Linked DNA regions of Canis lupus: region 1 is linked to region 2. Evidence: chromatin contacts called from public Hi-C data. All regions are on one chromosome and are shown on one strand. The core of a region is the stretch at or near the end of the contact, and the rest is flanking DNA. Distances in the headings are between cores, read along the strand shown.

Region 1 (7,027 bases), core at 1,927-4,426, 300 kb before region 2:
TTCTGTATGTTGGTAAATTGAACACCAATAAAAAATAAATTTATTATAAAAAAAAGAAAATATAACTTCTACCATAATGACAAGAAAATGCCAGATAATCTGTAAGATTACAACTCTTTTTGAATACATTAGAGAACCAGGGTTGCAGAATAACCAAGAAGTCTGACATTTAAAGAAAGATAGGCCTCTCTACGAATGCAAGCACTTTAACCCTGGAGTAAAGCATGAGGGGGAGAGAAATCAGATGCCACACAAGGTATAGAAGAGAGAAGGCAGCCAAAGCATTTGTAGAGCTAACTAAAGTAATGAAAGACTTCGATATGCATATACCAAATGTACAGGGAAGCCCACACAGCATGTATGAGAAAAAAGAATCCACCTGGACAAATAATATCAAGCTGCTGGAAACCAAAGATAAAGAGAAAAATTTGAAGACAGTCCAAATAAAATTATAGCAGATTTCTCCTTAGAATCTATACAACCCAGAAGACAATGAAGTGACATCTTTAAAGCACCAGAAGAAAAGAAGAAAAAGAACTTATCAACCCAGAATTCTGTATCTTTCAAAAATGAAGACAAATATTGTTTTTGAACAAACTAAAGCTTAAAGAATTCATTACCAGTGCACCTGTGCCAAAAATTTTTTTTAATCTTTTACAGAAGGACTACCATAATATCAGAAACGTAGTTGTACACAAAATAATGAAGATTACAGAAATCCTGAAAAATAAGAATGATTTGATGATGGTTAATTTTATGTGTTAAGCTGACTAAGCCAAAGAATGCCAGATTCAACATTATTTCTGGGTGTGTATATGGAAGGTGTTTCTGGATGAGATTAGCATTTGAGTCAGTGGACTCAGAAGATTGTTGTCCTTCCAGTGGGAGTGGTCAGCATGCAATCTGTTGAGAGCCTGAACAGGACTAAAGGCCAAGGAAGAAGAAATGTGTTCCCCTTTTGCTTCCTGCCTGCATGCTTGTGATGAGATATCAGTCTTCTCCTGCCCTTGAACTGGGAGGCGCACCACTGAGCTCCTGGTTCTCAGGCCTTCAGATTCAGACTGGAATTACACCAAGGGCTTTGCTGGGTATCCTGCTTGCAGATAGCAGATTATGGGACTTCTCAGCATCCATAACCAAGTGACCCAATTCCTCATAATAAATCCTCTTCTCTCCCTCCCTCTCTCTCTTCCCAGATCCACCGTGACTTACAATAAGGTTCTGTCCTAACAAACCCATCACAAATTTAAAGTATCACAAACTGAAAATGTATTTAATGCTCAAACATCATAGCTCAGCCTAGCCTACCTTAAACATGCTCAGAACAGTTACAGGTGGGCAAAATCATCTAACACAAAGCCTACTTGATAATAAAGTGTTGACCATCTCATGTAGTTTATTGAATACTGTACCAAAAGTGAAAAATAGCATGGTTGTCTGGGTACAGAATGGCTGCCAGCGTATTGCTTGCTTACCCTGGTGAGCAAGCGGCTGACTGGGAGCTGTGGCCACTGCCCAGCATCATTGCGAAAGAGGATCAAGCTGCATGTTGCTAATCCGGGAGCAGATCAAAATTCAAAATTCTAAGTATGGCTTCTGTTGAATGCATATCACTTTCAGACCATCATAAGATTGAAAAATCATAAGTCTAACTAACATAAGTAGGGAACTGTATATGTGCACACATATATGCATGTGTGTGCATATCTATCTATACACACACACAATATAGATGATTTTTAAAATAGATTTTATTTATTTATTCATGAGAGACACAGAGAGAGGCAGCGACATAAGCAGAGTTCTGGAGAAGCAGTTTCCCTGCTAGGAGCCCGATGTGGGACTCGATCCAAGGATGCTGGGATCATAACCTGAGCCAAAGACAGACGCTCAACCACTGAGCCACCCAGTTCCTTCTCTGGGCTCTCCTTTGTGGGACACCACCTTGGAAGCCCTGAGCCAACATGAAAATAGTCTGGACATGCTGGGGAATACCATGCAAGGGCTACACAGAGACAGGGAGACGTTCAGGATGTTCCCACCACAGCTTTTCCAGTATTAGCAGCTCAGCCATCAGACACAGAAGGAACAAGGCTTCTCGATGCCACTGCCAACTGAAAGCATCCGACATCAGAACCCCCCCCCCCAGCTGTGTTCCTGAATTCCTGCTCACAGAAACCCATGGGAGATAATAAACCATCAGTGTTTTAAGCCACAGCAATCAGCAACCAAGGCAACAATAGACAGCCCTTAGCACAACGCCTGGCTTGTAGAAAGGGCATCGCTTTTTGCTTTTGTTTTGACATTTTGTAGTTTTAGTGTTTTAATAAGACATTAGTAACTGGCATTTCATTCCTAGTTTTCCTCCGTCTCTGTGCACTAGAGGGCACCCCCTCCATGCACCGAGGGCCGCATGCAAGCAGGTGTACTTTTCCAGCCAAGCCTCCAGGAGGAGCCAGCCTCTAATTTTTCACTGTCCCTTGGTAGAAGGTCAACTTGGCAAAAATGGGGGAAAGGCTTCATAACCAGTATGCTAGCATGCATAAGGAAGCTGCGTTCCAGAACACTCTGCAAACGCGGTCTAAAAAAACAAGGAAGCTTATTTTGCCATACAACGCTGCCCCCAGACTGGAGGTGCAAACAAAAGACCAGAAAATCCGCTCCCCTCCCCAGCTGTAAATGTAAGCAGAGCAGGTTATATTCGCTTTAATCCCCTAAAAAGAGAAGAGATCTGCAAGGCTATGATTTCCAAACAGTGCTGTACCTAATCTCTGCCATACGTAGAAACACAGAGAAGCAGTCCCTCTGCTGCAGTTTACTTCCCATACTGTTTTATTGTCACATTTGTACCACCACTCTAACTTAAAAATTCCCAAATTTCCCCCTTTTATAGCTCTTTGTTTTGTATATGCAGGATTTGAGAGTCTAGTGACTGTGAAAATGGGCCATGATGATGATTGCAGGAAATTTGGGACCAAATCCCTTAAAATGAATTGTCTGAGCCAAATGCATTTTTGGTCTCCCCCCTTTCCAACATTCAAAACATACTTTACCCATAATCCCTCCTAGTAACCCAAGAGGGTTGGCAGCCTGCGCTTACCGTGACAGCCTGCCAGTCTCTGTGTCACTCCTGAAGGCTGGCCCCTGCCCCGAGCAGGGTGGCTCGAGTACAGCTGGGCTCCAGTGGAGCCCTGGTCTTGAGAACATAGAAGGTTTTGTGGTCAGCTTATCTGATCAGAGGGTTACACTGTGAGGTCAGGACACTGCAGCCTGGTGGAGTATAGAGGGGGCTAAGTGGGGGCAGAGAAGAGCGGATTCTTTGAGAGTCTCCCGTAACCTCCCTCCAGCCGACCTTCCATCATGCTGATCAATCCCAAAGAGAACCACGGGAGAAAGGAATATGGGACCGATGCATCTTGTGCTGGGGATTCAAACCAAACCAAACACCATGTATGGTAAAGTCAGGAGAATAATGTTGCAACCCATCATGCGCCCATAAATGATGAGAGTGATGTATGGGTATAATTTATGGCCATGTCTCATCACTCTGTGCTCACAGGATGTATATGGGGTAGGCTCTTCTTTAACACACTAGTAACAGCGAACGTTGTCCTCTTTGACTTGACCACAAATTGCAGACTGCACAGCCTCAGAGCATCTCCGATCCCTCCCAGCGAGCTCTGGAAATTCCCAGGCAGTTTCGTACACACGTTCTTAAGGAGCCTCTTGGCTCCCCAGACTACACTATAGATCCGAATTGTGGTGGTGACACACCCACTACACTCCAGAGGCTGCGTGGCTGGGTGCCCGGGTCACTGATGCTGACAGCAAAGACTCGGGTCCCTGCTGGGATGGCCCTTCGTGCTCCCCATTGAGAGCTTCTGTTTCATTCTATGTCCTCAGTGGCTGCCAGCACAGTCAGTGGACTCTGCCGAGGAAGTTAGCATTCTGTGTCCCCAGAGCTGTCACCCTCCATGCCTGGACCACTTCTTAGGGCTCATCTTCAAGGGCTCTTTTCATTTCCCTGATGTCCTGATAGACCATCCAGAGGCATGAGCAGCCCCTCCTGCCTCCCAACCCCTCCCGAGATGATGAAAGACCATATCCTCTGGCCCAAATCTATGTGCCTCTCTCTGGGATGACTTTCTTCTCATAAACCACTTGCTCCTCAATCTTGAGCCTGCCCTGTGGATGTGTCCCAATACAATGAACTCCACAATGGCAAGAGCAATTGGGCACCTAGTCTCTGCACCTGTTTTTTGTTTTTGTTTTGTTTTGTTTTGTTTTTTCAGTAGTTGAATCTAGAATGGGTTACAGTAGGGTTCAGAATCTTTAAGCAGGCTAGAAGTTTTTCACAGGAGCCTGTTTCTGAGGGATGGAGTCCCTGGATGCAGTTTTCTGGTATGATGGCCTTTCTGGGGTGGAAGAAGGTTCCTGAGATTTGGGAGAGGCAGAGCAGAGGCCCACTTGCAAGGCCAGTCGTTTCGGGTGTCCACCCCTTTCTATAGGAAACTAGCATATTCCACAACCTTCCCCCACTTCCACCCCCCAAGCCATAAATGTTAGAATGTCCTCAGGGGCAGGCCAACCTCATCTCTATCTGGACTTGCACTCAGCTCCCCGAGCCATGTCCTTTCCCTGTTATTTTGCAGCGAGGGGTCTTGCAACACTGTTCCATGAGATGTGGAATTTTTTGGCATCACAGCAGGTGCTAGTGAACTGCCTCCGACCTGGCCACCTGGAGGTAAATAATTTCTCCAAGGGCACTGGTCTCCTCTTCTCCTTGCTGGGCCCCTTCCCTCACATTCTTTTCCTTTTTGCATTACAACCCTAGCCCGATTTTCTTCACTGTGGTTTGGTAAGGCTGGGCCTATGTCTGTCACTTTTCATTAGACCTGCCCACATAGGCCTTTTGAATTCTAGTGGTGTGGGAAGATTGGCTCTGAGTGAGGGAGAGGGGGATTCATTTCCCCTGCTGCTTCTGAGTTCAGATAGGGACAGCCGCAGAAGAGGGGAAAGCTAAACACGGTGGCACTACTACTAGAAGGATCTGTGCTCTATGCTTATAATTATGAGGAGGGATTGGGGGACGTTTGCTAGACCTCATATGTGATGTTGACCAAATCATGAAGAACTTTATCATAAACACAGAAATTCCAGTAATTCTGTTTGCAACCTGGAAAGCCATCTGTTTCATGTTTTATCCCAACAAGGACCATCACCATGTCTTTATATACCAACATGGTGCTAAGGGGATAGAACAGGGTGAAGCATTCTATGCACCCCAACCCCCTGAATCTCTCTGCTTCCTGCTTAAAGACGCATTTTAATAATCCCCATCCCCAGGGAAGACTCCTTTCTTAGTTGCCTCTTCAGGACACTCAGCAGATAAAATCACCAGGCAGGAATTCTATGGGGTGGGAAGGCAAGGGGTATTTGGAGATGACATGGTCAAAAGTCTCTCAAATTATCCTGAGCTGACCATTTTCACATTTCCTATGCTTTGTGCCAACCTATTTCCAGTTTTACTTCACAATTTATTGGGGGAAAGTCTATGAGGCTCCAATCCCATACTCAAACTGCCTTTCTCTCCCCAAGCATGGGGCGCACTGATGTCTACCCCAGCAGGCTCAGCTCAAGCCAGTTCCCAGACCAGCATGGGGTTGTTTGCAACTATAAACCCCCATCCTACAAATCCAGTGTGTAATTCAGGATTTGCTGAGTGAGTGGCAACCCCACCCCATTATATCCTTAAATACCCTTACTGTAAATGTGGCCCAGGATGAGGGGGCACAGAGCTATCTAAAAAGTCCTGCATCCATAGTGCTAGCTGCCCTCCCCGGGTATTTATGATCTGATCACTGCTCATCCTCACACAGGCCTTGCGGTGGGCACTTTCACCATCTTTGGTTTAAAGTGGAGGATGCTGAGGCTGGAGAGAGGTTGCTTAACTTCCGCAGGTGAGCATCAAGCTGGGGCTAGAAGGACAAGCATTCTGGAAATTACAGTCTACAGGCTGTGACTCTACCGTGTGACTGACACATGGAATCACATCTCTGTGGCTTTGACACTTTGACATCTGTTCTAGCTTCTCCCTGGCCATCTGTCTAGTTCCAGCTCTCACCAGGCTCCTCTTGGGAGACTGGATTAGCCTCAGGGATACGGCCCAGGCTTACGTTGCCTGGCCTTTAAAACATTATTTACCGGATTTTCTTGTTGCAATCTTGCCCTTGTCTGGGGGGACAAGGCCTGACTGCCCTAGGCCGGCCCCTGACGTCATCTGTGAGCCTTCATCCCTCAAGATGCCCTTGGACACAGAAGAGAGCAGTCTCATAGTGTTTCTGGTTTTTTCCTCCTGAAAGCTCCGCTGTCAGCAGCCCTGCCTCTGTGTGCGCCATCCTCCTGGGCCAGCCTGGGACCAGTCCCCAACTCCGCTTTTCTATCATCTTCCTGAGAAATCGCAGCCATGCCTTAGGTTTCCAAAGGTCTGTTTACAGGCATCAGTTGTCCTGGAAGCTTTATTTCCACTAAAATGGAAAGAAGTAAATGGACACAATTAATTCCTTAAAGTGGACAGAATCGGTAGGAGTTAGCCTGAAATAAATGAAGAGGGAGACGGAAAGTTTATTCTTGTTTATTTATTTATTTATTTTTTTAGTTTATTCTTGTTTAAATGTTTAATTTGCAGAAATGGCAAATGATAGCAGGAAGGTCAGGGCCTGGCAGCGTGTTTGCCGAAGGGCTCGATGCTGGCTATCAACAGTGTGTGCAGGGAGCTTCTGTGAGCACGGCCGCCGCGGGAGCTCTGCGCTCTGCATGGTTTCTTGTTGGGGAGAGTCAGAGGAGATGCGAACCAGCATCACCAGGGGCACCAGGGGGCCTGGGCTATTGCAGCCCCATGGTGGGGGCAGTACAAGGCAGGTGGTCAGGCTGCTGTCAGCCCAGCCAGCACTGATGTGAGTACACACGCATCACACACCACATCCCATGTACACCTACACACCGTGCACACACCCCACACCCCATG
Region 2 (6,843 bases), core at 1,736-4,235:
AAAAAGAAAAAACAAAAGAATACAAATGTCCACTCACCACAATCAGGCCTTTTAGCTGCCGGCAACAAAAGCCACCAGGGGCTGAGGGAACTAGGAAAGAGATTGATTAAAAGGACATCGGGTAGGGGCACCTGGGTGGCTCAGCAGTTGAACATCTGCCTTTGGCTCAGGTTGTGATCCTGGGATCCTGGGATCAAGTCCTGCATCGGGCTGCCCACATGGAGCCTTCTCTTTCTGCCTGTGTCTCTGCTTCTCTCTCTCTCTCTCTCTCTCTCTCTCTCTCTCTCTCTCTGTGTCTCTCATGAATAAATAAATAAAATCTTAAAAAAAAAAAAAAAAAGTCGGGTAGCTCACAGGTAGCTGGGGCATCTCAGGTAGGCCCAGCGCTGCAGGCAGGCTGCAGAGCTGGCCCAGGGAGGACATGTCACCTTCTTCACCTGCACCGCTGTGGCATGACATCGCACGCAGCACCCTACACACCCTGCCAGCACTGCCTGGGGCATCACACTGGCAGGCAGCACACAGGGCTGACCCAGAGCAAGGTTGCCCTGGAGCAGTGGGGAGTGGAGAGGGGTGGAGGGGGGGCTCCTGCAGTGGGGCCCCCAGCTCCTACCCTGGTGACAATGCGAGCACAGGGCAGCTGCCCAGGAGGCAGCAGGTTCTTTCACTGTTACAGAGAGAGATGGGCTCAGCCTCCCAAAGACAAGGGAGGAAAGGGATGTCCCCCAAGAGATCCTCCACGGGCCCACTGAAAACTTCACGTAGGTGCACCACAGCACTGAAGCAATCTGAATAGGAAGTGTAACTTCCTGCAGCAGGAAAGGGGAAACAAAGACAATTTAATCAAGACAATGGAAGGTAGTGGAGGGGAGGCTGTTATTTATTTCCTAGGGCTGCCCTCCCAAAGGACCACAGACTCCAAGGCTTAAAACAACAGGAACACATTCCTTCAAGGTTCTGGAGGCTGCCAGTCCGAAAGCAAGGTGTGGGCAGGCCTGAGTCTTTTCTCTGAGATCTGAGGGACAAGCTGTTTGGTGCCTCTGAGCTTCTGGAGGTCGCAGGCGGTCCCTGGCGTTCTGCAGCGTGTAGGTGCATCACTGGGACCTCTGCCTCCTCCTTCACGTGGTATTGCCTCTGTGCCTTGGTACGTGAGAGTTTCCCTCTTCTCACAAGGACACCAGTCCTTGAACTGGGGCCCAGCCTCATCTAGCATGACCTCATCTTGGCATGATGACATCTGCAAAGATCCCACTTCCAAAAAAGGTCTCATTTGCAAGACCCAGGTGAACGTGAGTTTTAGAAGGACATGATTTGACCCAGTATGGGGCAGGGCGGTGGGGGAAGGGCGGTGGTTTAAAAAAATAAAAAGGATAGTAATCACCTGGGGGGGACCCTGCTAAAAATGCAGATTCTCTGTTCCAATCTCCTCGAGGTTCTGAAGTCAGTGGACTGAAAAGAGGAAGGGCCAAGAATCTGCATTTAGAAAGCATCCCCGTGGTTTTCCTTGTTGAAAACGCTGGCGGAGCAGGACCCACCGGTGAGAAGTACTTTACTAGAGGATCCCACGCCAGGCCACAGGAGCACAGGGGACAAGGAAGGCTGCATGGAAGAGGCGGTTGTTCAGGGGGGAATTAAAGGACAGAGAAGGTCTCCGGGCACAGTGATAGGTTTTTGCAGCAGCACAGAGCACAGTGCTAGAGAACCAGTGGTTCGGGATGGAGAGGAGGGTGAGAGAGGCCAGGGCCCTGGGTTTCTTTCTGTTTCTTTTCTGGGTCTGAGCAGGAGGGCCGAGAGCCTGTTGGTACACGTTATCATTAATGGCTGTGAAGTGACGGGACAACACTCAGGGCAAGACTCCTTATGTACTTTGTTTTGAATTGTTTTGTGTCTAAATCAAATGAACTTGATGCTCAGTCTATTTGCCACGGTCGGTGAGACATTGGGCCTTAGTCATTATTGGCAAACACATCTCCTCCCTAAGAGCCCACAGGGTCCTCCACGATCCCGAGAAGTTAGCAAAGGCCTTTACGCTTCAGTCCAACAGGGTCGCCTTTGAGAATGCTCATGACCATGGGGCGCCTGGGTGGCCCAGTCGGCGAAGCACCTCCCTTCAGCTCAGGTCATGATCTCGGGGTCCTGGGATCGAGACCCGCATCGGGCTCCCTGCTCAGTAGCAAGGCTGCTGCTCCCTCTGTGATCTCTCTGGCTCTCGCTCCCTCTCTCAAATAAATAACATCTTTTTAAAAAATTTTTTAAAAGAGAGAGAGAATGCTCATCATTTGGCCCCCTGTGAGAGCCACACACACAGCTTCACTATGCACCATGGAAAACCTGGCTGCAGTTTTCAAAGCCGGAGCTTAGGGCTCAGATTCCAAGTAGTGGCCAGCATCCCCACCGCACCTGCTACCTCCCCGGGACCTGTGAGAATCAGGTGCACGCTTCTGCTTCCAATCCTTGGGAATCCAATTGCGTTTCTCCACAGGCCCCTGGATCACCTTCCCTGAATGTCTTTTCTCTACCAACCCTTTGCAAGTCCTGCTCCCTGGTGGACAACCCAGAGTTAGAACCCTGGGGAGCCTACACCTGCCGGGAGGGAAAGCCAGCACCAGGACACAAAGGCCCATTGTCCTGTTGAGGAGTGGGGGAGGAAACAGAAGAAGAGAGACACCAGGACCTTCTCAATCCGTCCTGCTCTGTCTGCTCCCATAAATGAGGGCTTCACCTTGCGTTTGCATTCAAACACGGATTCATTTCCCTTTGTGCTAAATGACCTCCTGGGTGATTGGTCTTTGCTCGTTTGGGTTTTGTTTTATTTGGACATTTTATGTGAAAAGGCAATTGTGCTTCCTTTCTCTAAGCAACAAGGCAGAAGCCGAGGGTTCGGCGCTCACCACATCCAGGGCCAAGCGACTTTACCTCCCTGAACCTCAGTTTCCTTCCCTGGGAGGTCCAGCTAATGTTTCCCCTGACTTCCTCACAGCTCACAAAGCTGCGGGGTTGGAGGAAGGCCATACATCAAGAAAGGATGGTGCACATGGAAGGCGCCACCAACACAGAGCCTTCCGATTTCCAAGAACATCTCACTCATCCATCACTCATTTTCTGAAACTGCCTGGTTTCGGGGGCTAGACACTGGGAAGTGGGGTTCAAATGCCATGTGTGAGCGCTCCTCTTTCTCTGCCTTCCAGCTCTCATCAGTTGGAAGCAGCGGGACGACTGTCGCCTCAGCTTTAGATGAAGAGGAAAGATGTCCCTGTGTGGCCAGAACAGCCCTGGTTTCTGTCCCTTGTCCTGGCCCCATGATGACTATAACCCCCTCCCCTCCCCTTCGCTCTCCAAAATGCTTCCGTTTGATCAATTTATGAGTTCAACCTTAGCTGCTTTAAGCAAAGGGGATTAAGTAAAATATCTGTGATGCAGAGCAGGATGCCTTGTAATTATCAAACCCATCAACGCCAGCCCAAAGGAACACACACCCCAGCCAGGAATAGAAAAAAATAAAAATAAAAAAACCACTCCCCTAAATGCTTGAAATCTGTCGCCATCGTGTGGCCAAAAGCTGCTCTTTCAACAGGATCTTTGGGTCTCCGGAGGGATGGAGGAGGGACACAGAACACACAGAATTAGGGGCTTGCGAAATAAGCATCTCATGAACATCTACTTTGGTGGTTGGCGCCTAAAGATAACAGTCACCGTTTTCGGGAGACGTGGATAAGGCAGGAATTAGGCCTCTGATTTGAGGCTGAGATTCCAACTAAAAGATGGAATGTTAGGCAGCTTGCCGGTTAGAACGTAATTAATTTCCCTAGAGGTTCGGCCTTATATTGAAATATGAATTCAACACAGTGGGGATGATGGTGATTAATCAAATAAATCTGCCAGCGAATGTTTAATTGGGTGGGGCCCCTGGAGGAGAGGAAGACTTCTAGGTAACAAATGAACTGCCCGGAAAGGGGAGGAGGGTGATGTTGAGAGGAGCTTCCCTGAGAAGGGGACCTGTGAGGGGAAATAATGGTGAATGACCAGCGCACGAGGGGAGGGGAGGCAAGGGTTCAAGTCAGGGCCAGGATCATGCGACAGAAGAAGGTGTGGGGTGCTGGGGGGCAGCCCACAATGCCATAGGGTGCAGAGAGTGGGGGGCCGTGCTGGGAGATGAGGCTGGTAAATGAGATCTGGTAGCGGGTCACTGGGTGTGTTACAGACTTTTAACCCTAGGAGTAACGGGAAACCGTTCACATCACAAGCAAGGAGACTACAGGGTCACGTCTGAGTTTCAAAATGCTCATTCTGGTGATGACAAGGAGGAAAGACTTGAGAGGGGCTATCGCGGATTTAAGACAAACCATCATTGCAGTGATCCCTGTATTATGGTAGGGAACAGTCGGGATACACTGGGCACTGTTTTTTTCTTACTTTTCTTTTTTCCTTTTCAAGTAGGCTCCACACCCCAGCATGGAGCACAACACGGGGCTCGAACTCACACCCTCGAGATCAAGACCTGAGCCAAGAGCAAGAATAGGATGCTTAACGGATTGTGCCACCCAGGCGCCCCCATTGGGTACTGTTTCTAAACGCTTTGAGCGTAATCACTCATTAATCCTCACAAAAACCCAATGAGATAGGTAGGTTTACTACACCCATTTTACAGATGCAAAATGAGGCAGAGAAGTGTAATCCCAGAAGCCCCCCACCCCGCCTTGTGGCCAATACACGACAATGCTTATGGATGGTAATAAGAAAATGGAGAACAGGCAGTTTCAGGACTATTTCAGAAGAAAAACCAACAAGACATGATGTGCTAAATATGGGGCCCGAAAGAGGGGTCGGGGGTACGTAGGCTGTCGACTTTAGCAGCTATTACAGGGATGCCAAAAGAACAGCAGGCTGGGAAGCAACCACGGATCTGACCTTGCTGGTGTGGAGTTGGACCAGCGTTTAAGACCATCCAAGGAGATCCTGAGCCGGCAGCTGGCTCAAGAGATAGAGAGAGGAATGTGGTCCTGCTGGTGGAAGAGATGGTAACTGAAGTCACAAGTAGGACTGCCTGAGGTCACGGCACAGGGTGAGGACGAAGGGGCTACAGGTAGCCCAGGGGAACTTGGACATTTAATTGCAGGATGAGACTGCAAATGAGATGGAGGGGGCAGGGGCAGACCGGAGGTGCTGAAGCCTGCAAAGCCAGGAGAATTTGGTATCGTGCAAGCTAAAAGAACGTTTCAAGGAAGAGATGAGCAACCACAACAGATGCTGTCGGGAGGTCAGGCCACGTTGAGGGCTGGGAAATGCCCTTTGGATCTTGCGTCGGGCATCCCAGAGGCAACTCCTCAGAGAAGTCCGCTGACTGGAGGGAAGAGGGGCTGGCAGCCCAGGGGAGAGAGTAGAACAGGCCTTTCCTTCTTCCAAGATAGACGATGCGTAAACACGTACGTTGAAATGTTGAGGAGAGTGACACAGTTGACCAAGTGCCTGAATGTGGAGAGGAAATACAGCTTGTCCTTGTACAACACGGGTTTGAACTATGCGGGTTGTCCACTTCCATGAGGATTTTGTCAAGACACACAGTACCGTAAATGTATTTTCTCTTAGGATTTCATTACCTTCCCTCTAGCTTGTTTTATTATAAGAATGCTGTATATAACACATGTAACATACGGACAAAATATATGTAATCGACTGTTATTGATAAGGCTTCCTGTCAACAGTAGGCTATTAAGTTTTGGGGGAGTCGAAATTTAGTAAGATTTTTGATTCCATGACACATTGTTCAAGAGCCAACTGTACTTTACAGTGTCAATTTGCTGAAGAGGGAGGAGGAGAATAGGATCCAAAGCACAGGAGGAGGGATTATTTCAGATAAGCAGAGGGGTCTGTCCTTTAATGTACCAGGAGGGAAGGAGAGGGTGGGAACAGACACACAGGCATGAAAACTCTGTACAAGGGTGCCAGGCTCGTAGATTTCTCTTCTCACTAAATGACTTGTTTAACCAAAATGGTTCCCAAACCTGCTTGCTTCTGCTGTCTCTATTATAATTCTATAATTAAATACTACAGTGAAATGAGAATTTAAAAAATGGTTGCTATTTTTATGAATGTTTTGTGAAAATCTGATAAAGCCAAGATGCTAAAAATCCTGTCCATCTAGGGACAAGTGAGGCAGCTGTAAAAAAAAAAATGGGAAAATTAGAGTCAAAATCTTTGCTCTGCAAGGTTCCGTTCTTGTTCCGATTTTGAGAACAAAACCAGAAATCACAGAATTGTAAGTCTAAACTTTTACAAAGAAAATGAGATTGAAATTCTAAGGGATCTATATTCAGTGAGAAAACAGCCGTGGTCTCACTTCAAATAGTGTAGGATGAATGCGTGTTTTGATTCCCCATTTCAATGGACTTTTTCAATGGCCTGACCAGCTCCTAGACCAAGCTGGCATTAAGGAAGGCTTCTACAGTTACAAAGGTAAATATGAAGAGGAGAGGGAGGGTAAGTTATGGCTTGCCTACTCTACATTAAAGAATATGCTTCACTAGGATTTTTAAAAAATATACTCCTTACAGTGATCCTAGATGTTATCATTTCCATTTAGCAGCTCAGGAAACATGTTAAGTAACTACCAACTATGAAGATAAAGAGTGTAGGTAGGACCTCCATCCTTCTGACTTCATCCTAAGTTCCAGATGGGCCATTTCCACTGGTCTTACCCAGACCTGGACTTTCCCCCAAACTACACTCCACCCACATCCTCCATCAGCCACACCCTTGGGGCATCCTTCTCCTTGACCTTCCATTATCTACTCACCCACCAAATCCAGTTCCCATCAGTATCTGTTCCATTTGTCGCCACTTCCA

The links. A called contact is a pair of places that touch in the nucleus more often than the background predicts.
Region 1: a contact with region 2 is called in a Hi-C map of amygdala, with 7 times the contacts expected there. The contact joins two enhancer-like sites. A contact is called at or near these places in 7 of 9 Hi-C or Micro-C datasets (amygdala, blood, liver and 1 more).

What each region holds. Positions count from the first base shown.
Region 1 is chr35:12,421,305-12,428,331 of UU_Cfam_GSD_1.0, reverse strand. No RefSeq gene overlaps it. Among named protein-coding and RNA genes, the nearest start is that of TMEM170B, 34 kb to the left of the region's middle. Within about 2 kb of position 3,176, at least 8 of the 20 cell types and tissues checked have an H3K27ac peak or open chromatin away from gene starts, as enhancers often do.
Region 2 is chr35:12,116,838-12,123,680 of UU_Cfam_GSD_1.0, reverse strand. No RefSeq gene overlaps it. Among named protein-coding and RNA genes, the nearest start is that of SMIM13, 34 kb to the right of the region's middle. Within about 2 kb of position 2,985, at least 3 of the 20 cell types and tissues checked have an H3K27ac peak or open chromatin away from gene starts, as enhancers often do.